Regions from separate parts of the Gossypium hirsutum genome. Here region 1 is linked to region 2. A link is a contact called in public Hi-C data. All regions are on one chromosome and are shown on one strand. The core of a region is the stretch at or near the end of the contact, and the rest is flanking DNA. Distances in the headings are between cores, read along the strand shown. Region 1 has its middle 8.5 kb from the start of LOC121219204. Region 2 holds the start of LOC107954295 (protein RETICULATA-RELATED 4, chloroplastic).

What was found. Hi-C and Micro-C count contacts between places; a contact is called where the count stands out from the background.
Region 1: a contact with region 2 is called in a Hi-C map of leaf, with 2.6 times the contacts expected there. The contact joins the enhancer-like site here to the promoter of LOC107954295 in region 2. A contact is called at or near these places in 3 of 34 Hi-C or Micro-C datasets (callus and leaf).

The regions. Positions count from the first base shown.
Region 1 is chrD07:19,345,554-19,349,478 of Gossypium_hirsutum_v2.1, forward strand. No RefSeq gene overlaps it. Among protein-coding and RNA genes, the nearest start is that of LOC121219204, 8.5 kb to the right of the region's middle. Within about 2 kb of position 1,393, at least 1 of the 9 cell types and tissues checked has an H3K27ac peak or open chromatin away from gene starts, as enhancers often do. A contact at or near this core is called in leaf, where this site is marked.
Region 2 is chrD07:19,305,463-19,309,271 of Gossypium_hirsutum_v2.1, forward strand. LOC107954295 (protein RETICULATA-RELATED 4, chloroplastic) reads right to left here and starts at 2,267. Exons shown (of 8, transcript XM_016889808.2): 1 at 1,486-2,267; 2 at 1,018-1,086. The coding sequence starts at 2,013.

The sequences.
Region 1 (3,925 bases), core at 143-2,642, 39 kb after region 2:
TATAAATATATTTATAGATTAACCATTCTATAGAATTTAATTTTGCATTTGTGCATTTATTTTATTACTTAAATTTAATTTTACCTTAATTATAATTATTTTTATGTTTAAATAATATTAGTTTTACTAAATACATAGTTGGTTAGCATGTCTTGTGCATAGCATGGTTTATAACATTTTTAATCAAATTATAACATTTAAATTTGAAGATTAAAATATGTTTTAAATCTTTATACTTTTTGTATATTTAAAATTTAATGATGAGACTTTTATTTTCAGTTATTTAGTCTCTTTATTTTTTCAGATCTAATTATTAATACTGTTAAAATTCTTTGGTGTAACATATTGAAATTTTGAAAAATAATCACTAGTAACGATGTAACAAAAGAGAAAACATTACAACAGACATTAATTTAATAGAGAAATTTAACGTTAATAGCAATTCTTAGAAATTCACTAAACGTTTTAATTTGAATAAAATATTTAGACTAACTAATGATATTATAAAAGTTGAAGTATTAAATTATGCCAAAAATTAAAGTATAGAGATTACATTTCAAAAGCATAATATAAGGACCAAAATTGAAATTTAAAGTTTTTCATATAATCTTTTATATATATATATATATGGCATCTATTTGGACAAGTGTTAGATAAAGAATGCCTTAAGAAGACATTCTTGTTTTTTTTTTAAGAGCGGATTTGATAACATTCTTAACTTGACTCATGAATAAATGTGCGAATCAAACTGTTTAAATATGTCGTTTAAAATTAAAATAATAAATTAACAAAATATATTTATCCATGCAGGCATATAAAAATGTATTATTTAGAAATAAAAACTAAATGATAATAATTTTAATTTTTTTCGTAAGTTGTTAGAAAACAAATAATAAATTGATCCGTAAGTTAGGCATATACAAACACATTTAAATACGTATTTTAAATATAAAATGAATTAATAAAATATTTTTCTAGATTAGATATAAATGTTAAATCAAAGATACTATAGATAAAATGATGAGGTGGAATTTTTTTTATTAAAAATATACATTCAAACTTATGAGAGATTTTGTTATATGTTAAAAAGGTATTTTTAAAAAAAATTATGTTAGCAGTTTAAGATAATAACAATTTGGATTAACTAATGTTATTGTAAAAATAAAAAATTAAATTATGTTAAATTAAAATATAAATATAATAATAGTTGAAGGATCAGAATTGAAAATGTATTTTGATGGAAGAAGAAGAAGGAAAGCCTTGTGGGCATTTTAAAAAGAAGAATAAAAGTAAAGTCACATGTAGAAATAATACAAATAATTGGAGCGTGCAAAACACCTCCTAAAACATACGTGTAGATTTGTGGCAGAATTGGGTTGGCGAACATTGCATGGGTTCCACGATCACACTTGATTTATGGAATCTTAACAATATTTAAAATTATTTTAAAATATGCCAGAATCTTTTTGTTTGCTTTATATTATAAACTACGTTTACGCTTGCCATGTCCACATTAATTAATTTTATGTATTAATTAAATTATGTTAATTATGAAATTAAAAATATCCTCTCTTTTCATGTTGAATTTATTATTTGTTTGTGTCAAATTATGGAATACAAATTTGAAGGTTAAAATATATTCTAATCCTACTTTTAGTTTCAAAAATTTAGACTTTTTACTTTTTGGATTTAGAAATTTAGATAATAAAATCATGATAATTGATATTATAATGAATTAAAAAAATATATTTTGAAATTGTTGTTAAAATATGAATACCATGATAATAGATTGTTATATATAATTTTGAATTTAATTTTAATTAATAATTAGTGAATGTAGATGGTTAATTAAATGTAAATAATGTGACTATTAAATAAATCTAGAAATATATTTTAAAAATTGACATCCCTATTTATTATAATCCTTGTAATATAACATTTCCAAACTTCATAATTAATATATATTTTACATATCAATTCTTTAATGTTAAGATTGAATTTACATGATTTATTTCTATTTCTTTTTAAAATAATTTATATTGACAAACATTATTAACTCCTGTATTGTACAAGTATGTAAACTAATATATATGATTGTTTTTCTTTATTTAAGACTTAAAGTTGGAGTCGATTTTTATTTTTTAAATTATCATTGGTAGGTGTTGGTCAACGTTGACCGATGTTCATCTGAACTCAATCTTTTTCTTTTGAATTTTAATGTATTTTTGTTTTTTTTTTCAACTCAAATTTTTTATTTTTCTATAAATTTTTTTGAAGTTATATAATATTTAAAATTTTAATTATTTTTAATTTTAGCTATTTTAAAAATTAATTATATTTTTTGAAAATTTAACTTTTTATTTATATATGTTTACATTTAAAAAGAAACATTTTTCAAAATTTTACTTAAATTAATTAACATTTAAAACTGACACGTGTCCAATTCTCATAGGCTCAAATTAAAAAAATTAACGTTATTTGCCTTAGGTACTAGATCAAGATGAAATCAAAAGTTAAGAATTTAATTGGAAAAAAATAATACCAAATTAAACATAGGTCAAGTACCATTAAAGAAGAAAAGAATATATTTCTAATATTGTTGACCCAAAAAATAGTCTTGAGTATTCTATAAGAGAACAAAAAGAATCTTTAGAAAATATAATAAATACATGACATATGCTAGTTTGTGTAAAATTCTAACAATTGTGATTTAAATTTAATATATTTATTAAGAAATTCATTTCGCACCAAGTGTTTAAGATTTTAATACATGTTTTACAAAAATTATTCAACAAAAGACTCCGTTGAAAAATTATTAAAAAATATATTATTTTTACAAAGTAAATTATGTTATTATAAAATAAATTTTTTTAAATGTTTTTATATAAAATCGATAAAATTTCATACAGATTTGAACCTTTTTCTTTTATATAAACATCATAATTTTAAACATTCAACTTTACTGTTTTAATCAAAGCTTTATTTAGTTATTACCTAACCTTTTAATAAATATATTTTTATATGATTTTTTTACCTACATTGTAAATGTATCATAATCTATCAAGATATTTTTTTCACCACACCGCACCAAGGGCTTATCAAAGGTACGTCATAATTTTTCACCTATATAATTAGTGTAATAATATAATTTTAACATGAGTAGCTGTAATTTTTAACATTCAATACTTTATTTTTAAAATATTTTCACTAAAATCAAATTGACTGAGAAATAAAAAGAAAATCTTGAAAATGATATACAACTACGGGTGTGTTTGTTTGGTGGAAAATGTTTTCTAGAAAACATTTTCATTCATTTCCGGTGTTTGTTTTGTGTAAAATGATTTCCATAGGAAAACATTTTACAAACACGGGTAAAATCCAAAGCAAAATTTTGGAAATTGTCTTACCGATTTCTAATCCGTAAGACATTTTCCCTTTCTCCTTTCTCTTCTAAGCAATCTTCTTTCTCTTCTAAGCAAATCTTCTTCCACATCCTCTGCCTTCTCATCTTCGTTCGTCACCTCACCTCACCATCTCCGTCCGTCATCTCCGTCAACCGTCGGCCTTACTTGTATTTTAAAGAAACCTTAAAAAATTAGCAGCCACAGTCAAGAAAAGAAGGCCCAGAAGCAGTGGTTCTCTCTCTGTCATCAACAGGTATTTTTTCTGTTTAATTCTTTTAAAAATCCAAATTGTTTGTTGAAGCTTCCATTGTTGAATATTCCAGAAAACATTTTTTCTGTTTAATTTTCACTGATTTGATTGGTGGATCGGGTCTGGTTCCAGAAAACAAATTCTTAGCCTAGTAACAACCCATGATCGATGACAGTTTTTGTTGCCGCATCTAAAGAAACCAAAAGGAGAATCAGAGAGCTAGGTAAAAGGGAGTTTGTGTGTTGTAGTTTTTTTAACTTAATTTCATCTT
Region 2 (3,809 bases), core at 1,017-3,516:
TGTATAAACGAGTCACATATTTGATTAAACTCCGTAATAACCATTAATCTTGAACTATAGACTTCTTTACCACCATATGTTATGATTCAAACTCTTCGTTATGATTCAAACTCTTCGTTGGATGGTCTAGAGCATTTGAAACATTCCCTAAAGGAAAAGCCCAACGTTGACAAGACGGCACGTGGCATTCGTTCCCCATGATTGATAAGCGGTAAACCCGCCTATCACTTCCTCTTGTTACTAAAACTTATATATCATGCAACAGCTGTGAATTAAGTATGTTCATCCAACTACAAATGCTTACAATCTATATATGTGTTGTATTTGTAATTGCCGATGCATGATATTGAGCTACTTTAGCTAAGGTCATTTACCAAAGAAAATTTTAAGCAGCTAACAGAATTCATCTAACTATGAAGCATGACATTTCTATCAGTGGAGTGTCCATATGTCGATAAATGTCCCACATGTTGGAAACATTAAAAGAAGTAAAAGTAAAATTGAACACTGTCAAAAGATGATCAAGATAAAGTCGGACATGAATGGACACAATTGAACATGTTTGGATAAATGATGATTTTTTTCTTCCAAATATGGAATCAACAATTCGGTTCTCATAGGTGTCTTTAAGGTTCAATTTTTGAATTTTGAAAAACTATTTGCAAGTTATTTTTTAATTGAAAAGTACAAATTCAACATATAAAATCTTTTTATAGCCGTCATGTCCATGCTGTGTTCCTAGTCTAACAATTATAAGGCAATTCGCTTCTTATCCTTAAAATATATATGTATATATATACAGAGCATTCGAAGGATTGTAACATATTATTCCCCTAATTTCAAATAAAAAACAGTAGTTTGACCATCAAGAAATTCTAAGGATCAATATAATAGACATGAATTGGCATCAAAATCTTGGGTTTAAATTTATCGAACACGCCATCCTTGCTACTCAGAATCAGAAGAAATGAAGAATGAAAAGGTGCAGGTTTTAAAGAGGTAAGTGAAGAATCATACCACATCAGCAAAAACGATCTCCAGCTCCTTGAAAAAGTTTTCTCTGCGACGTTCATATTCTGCAGCAGTCTGGAAAACATGACAAAAGTATATAAATAGTAGTTAAGATGGAATGATAAAGTAAATGAGACCAAAATTTGGAACATGCATAAACATAGCTCTTGTAGCTTCAATTGCTTTTCCTAAAAATCAACATGCTGTATTGTTGAACATTTAATCCTAAAACAATCATGCACTTTAAGCAGTTTCATGTAAAGAAAGACTAAAACGTTGACTTAAAACTCCGAAGGCAAAGTATCCCGAAATTCGGGCTAAGATTCAAAGAAAATAAGTGAACCAAAAATGATCAAGTGAAAAAGAATAAAAAGAAAACCTTTAAAACCGATGCTAAGTAAGAATCGGTGAACAAATCTACAGTAGCCATTTGTATATATTGATTAAAAAAACGAAAAAGGAGGAAAAATGGACCTTGGTGAAGATCCCAACACCACACTCCATCGCAACTTTAGCTAAGAAAAGATCATCAGCCAAAAGCCTTTCTTTAAACCCTCCAAACTGCATCAACCATCTCATAAGCCCCGATTTTTCAAGCCCCAAGAACCTCTCTATGACCGACCCAGGGATCCTCCCAGCCTGGATCGCCGCCGCCAAGTCCTTCGGCAGACTCTCCGTTGACCTCCCTGCCTCCGCCAGTACAATCATCGCCTCTTTCCTGTTCTTATCACCCGCATTCTCGTCATCACCACCCCTGTGTTTTCCATTCTCATCGTTTCCACCGCCGCCACCCGAGTTGTTGTTGCTGTTAATATCACCACCATCGCCGCCGGCGCAGAAGGTTAAGAACGGGGAAGATCGGCTGTGACGGAGACAGGTGGCGGAGGAGGAAAGGCGGAGGTGGAGGTGGAGAGGGAAAGTGGTGGGGAATTTAGGGGTGATGGTAAGGGAACTAGGAGAGGAAAGTGGGGAAGGGGTGAGAAGGCAGGCGGCGATGGACATTGGTGGCGGCAGGTGGTGTCAGAGGCGGAGTTTTGGTCAGAGAAGTAATGGAAAGAGGTGTGTAATAATGAAAGGTTTGTCGTTGGCTAGTTGATCAAAGTTGAAGGATCTGAATCTAAGCAAACGCCAGACCACTTTCTAAGACAGTTTTTGTCTGAAAATCAACCTCCGCTCTTGTCTACTTTAGGGTTTCATTCTTTCCTACTCTTTTTTCTCTCCCCGTGAAACTCACGCTCTCATTACTCTCCACCTTTTTCTTATAATTTAAATTCCAATTAATGTTTTCTTTAAGAAAATAACTTTCATTATTTTTTTGTGCATTTTCTTATTTCAAATTTTTTATCTAAATAATATAAAAAAAATATTTACTACAATAGGATAAAGCCTTATTATTTACCAGGTAAAGTGAAAAGTGTACTCACGGTACCACCTGAGCAATCGACGATACTCCCTCTCTTGCCACCAAAAATTGCTTCAATCATTCATTTTTTTTAAATAAATTTTTTTAGGCTGTTGCTTGAGCAATCGACAGCACCAATATCTAAAATTTAAAAATACCTCATATTTTTATACATGTAAAAAGTAAAAAATTATTTTTTATTGGTGCCGCCGAAGTGTTAGACGACACCTGAATTTTTATTATAAAATATGTTTTTTAAGTTGAAAAAAATTTAAAATATTCGGGTAATAAAACTTGGGTCCATGACCTATCACATTAGTGGCAGGTCGGTGCCGCCTAACAGCTCGACGGCACCGACCTGACGGCCTACCACTAATATGATTCATCGATCACAGGTCCAAATATTTCAGACTATTTTTTACTTTTTGTTTAAAATTTATTATTATATTATTATTTTCATTATCATAAAAGGGACCAACCCCCACATATTGTTTCCACACGAAAACAAAAACAGACTACCAGCTGATGGTCCCCCACCGAATACCAAGAAGAAAATGTTAGTATGGAGGTTGGTTTTTTCAGTAGTATAATTAGTTATTTTTTAATAGTAATTTATTTGTATTAAAAGTTTATTTAGTACTAATTATTTAGTATTTTTTATTTTTTATATTACAAACACTTGGACGTTCCCTCCCTCCCTTCCAATAGCAGAAGGTCCCAAAAAAATAAATATGTATTTTTTTGTGATCGTATAATTATTAATAATTTGGAATTGTGTTGAAATTTTAATTTTTTATTGTAATAATATGTTAACTTCAAAAATAATTAAAATTGTGTTAGTTCAGATATTTGTAATTTTCTTTTGTAGTGTATGTTTATTAAGATAGATTTTCTCAAAGTGCATGTTTATTTTAGTAGAATTATTAGAATTGGGTATTAAGACATATTTGTGTTGAAAGTAATATTAAGATTGGTTTGACTAGTATATATTTTTTTATTTTAATAATAATTTGTTTATTTTATGATATAAAAGTGAACATTATATGTTTTTTTGAGTAATTAGATTTCTGTTTATTACAAAAATGGGTTTCGGAAAAAGTAATTGTCGTTATTTTTATATTGTTTATTTGTTAAGTCAATGATTAAAATTTTAATTGTTTGTGCAAAAATCGAAATGGGTTTTTTAATTACTACAAACGATCACACAGCAAGGACGATCCATTTGCTAGTAAAAAAAGTTCTAATGTTGTACGTAATTTTCATAATAGTTGCACGTAAATTTTTATTTAATTGTGAGATCTTAACCAATGTTATAATTTAATATGATTAGGGTGTGTACTACGTGTTGAAGTCGCGTGGCTATGGTCCGAGCTACCGGCCGGACAAACGGATTATG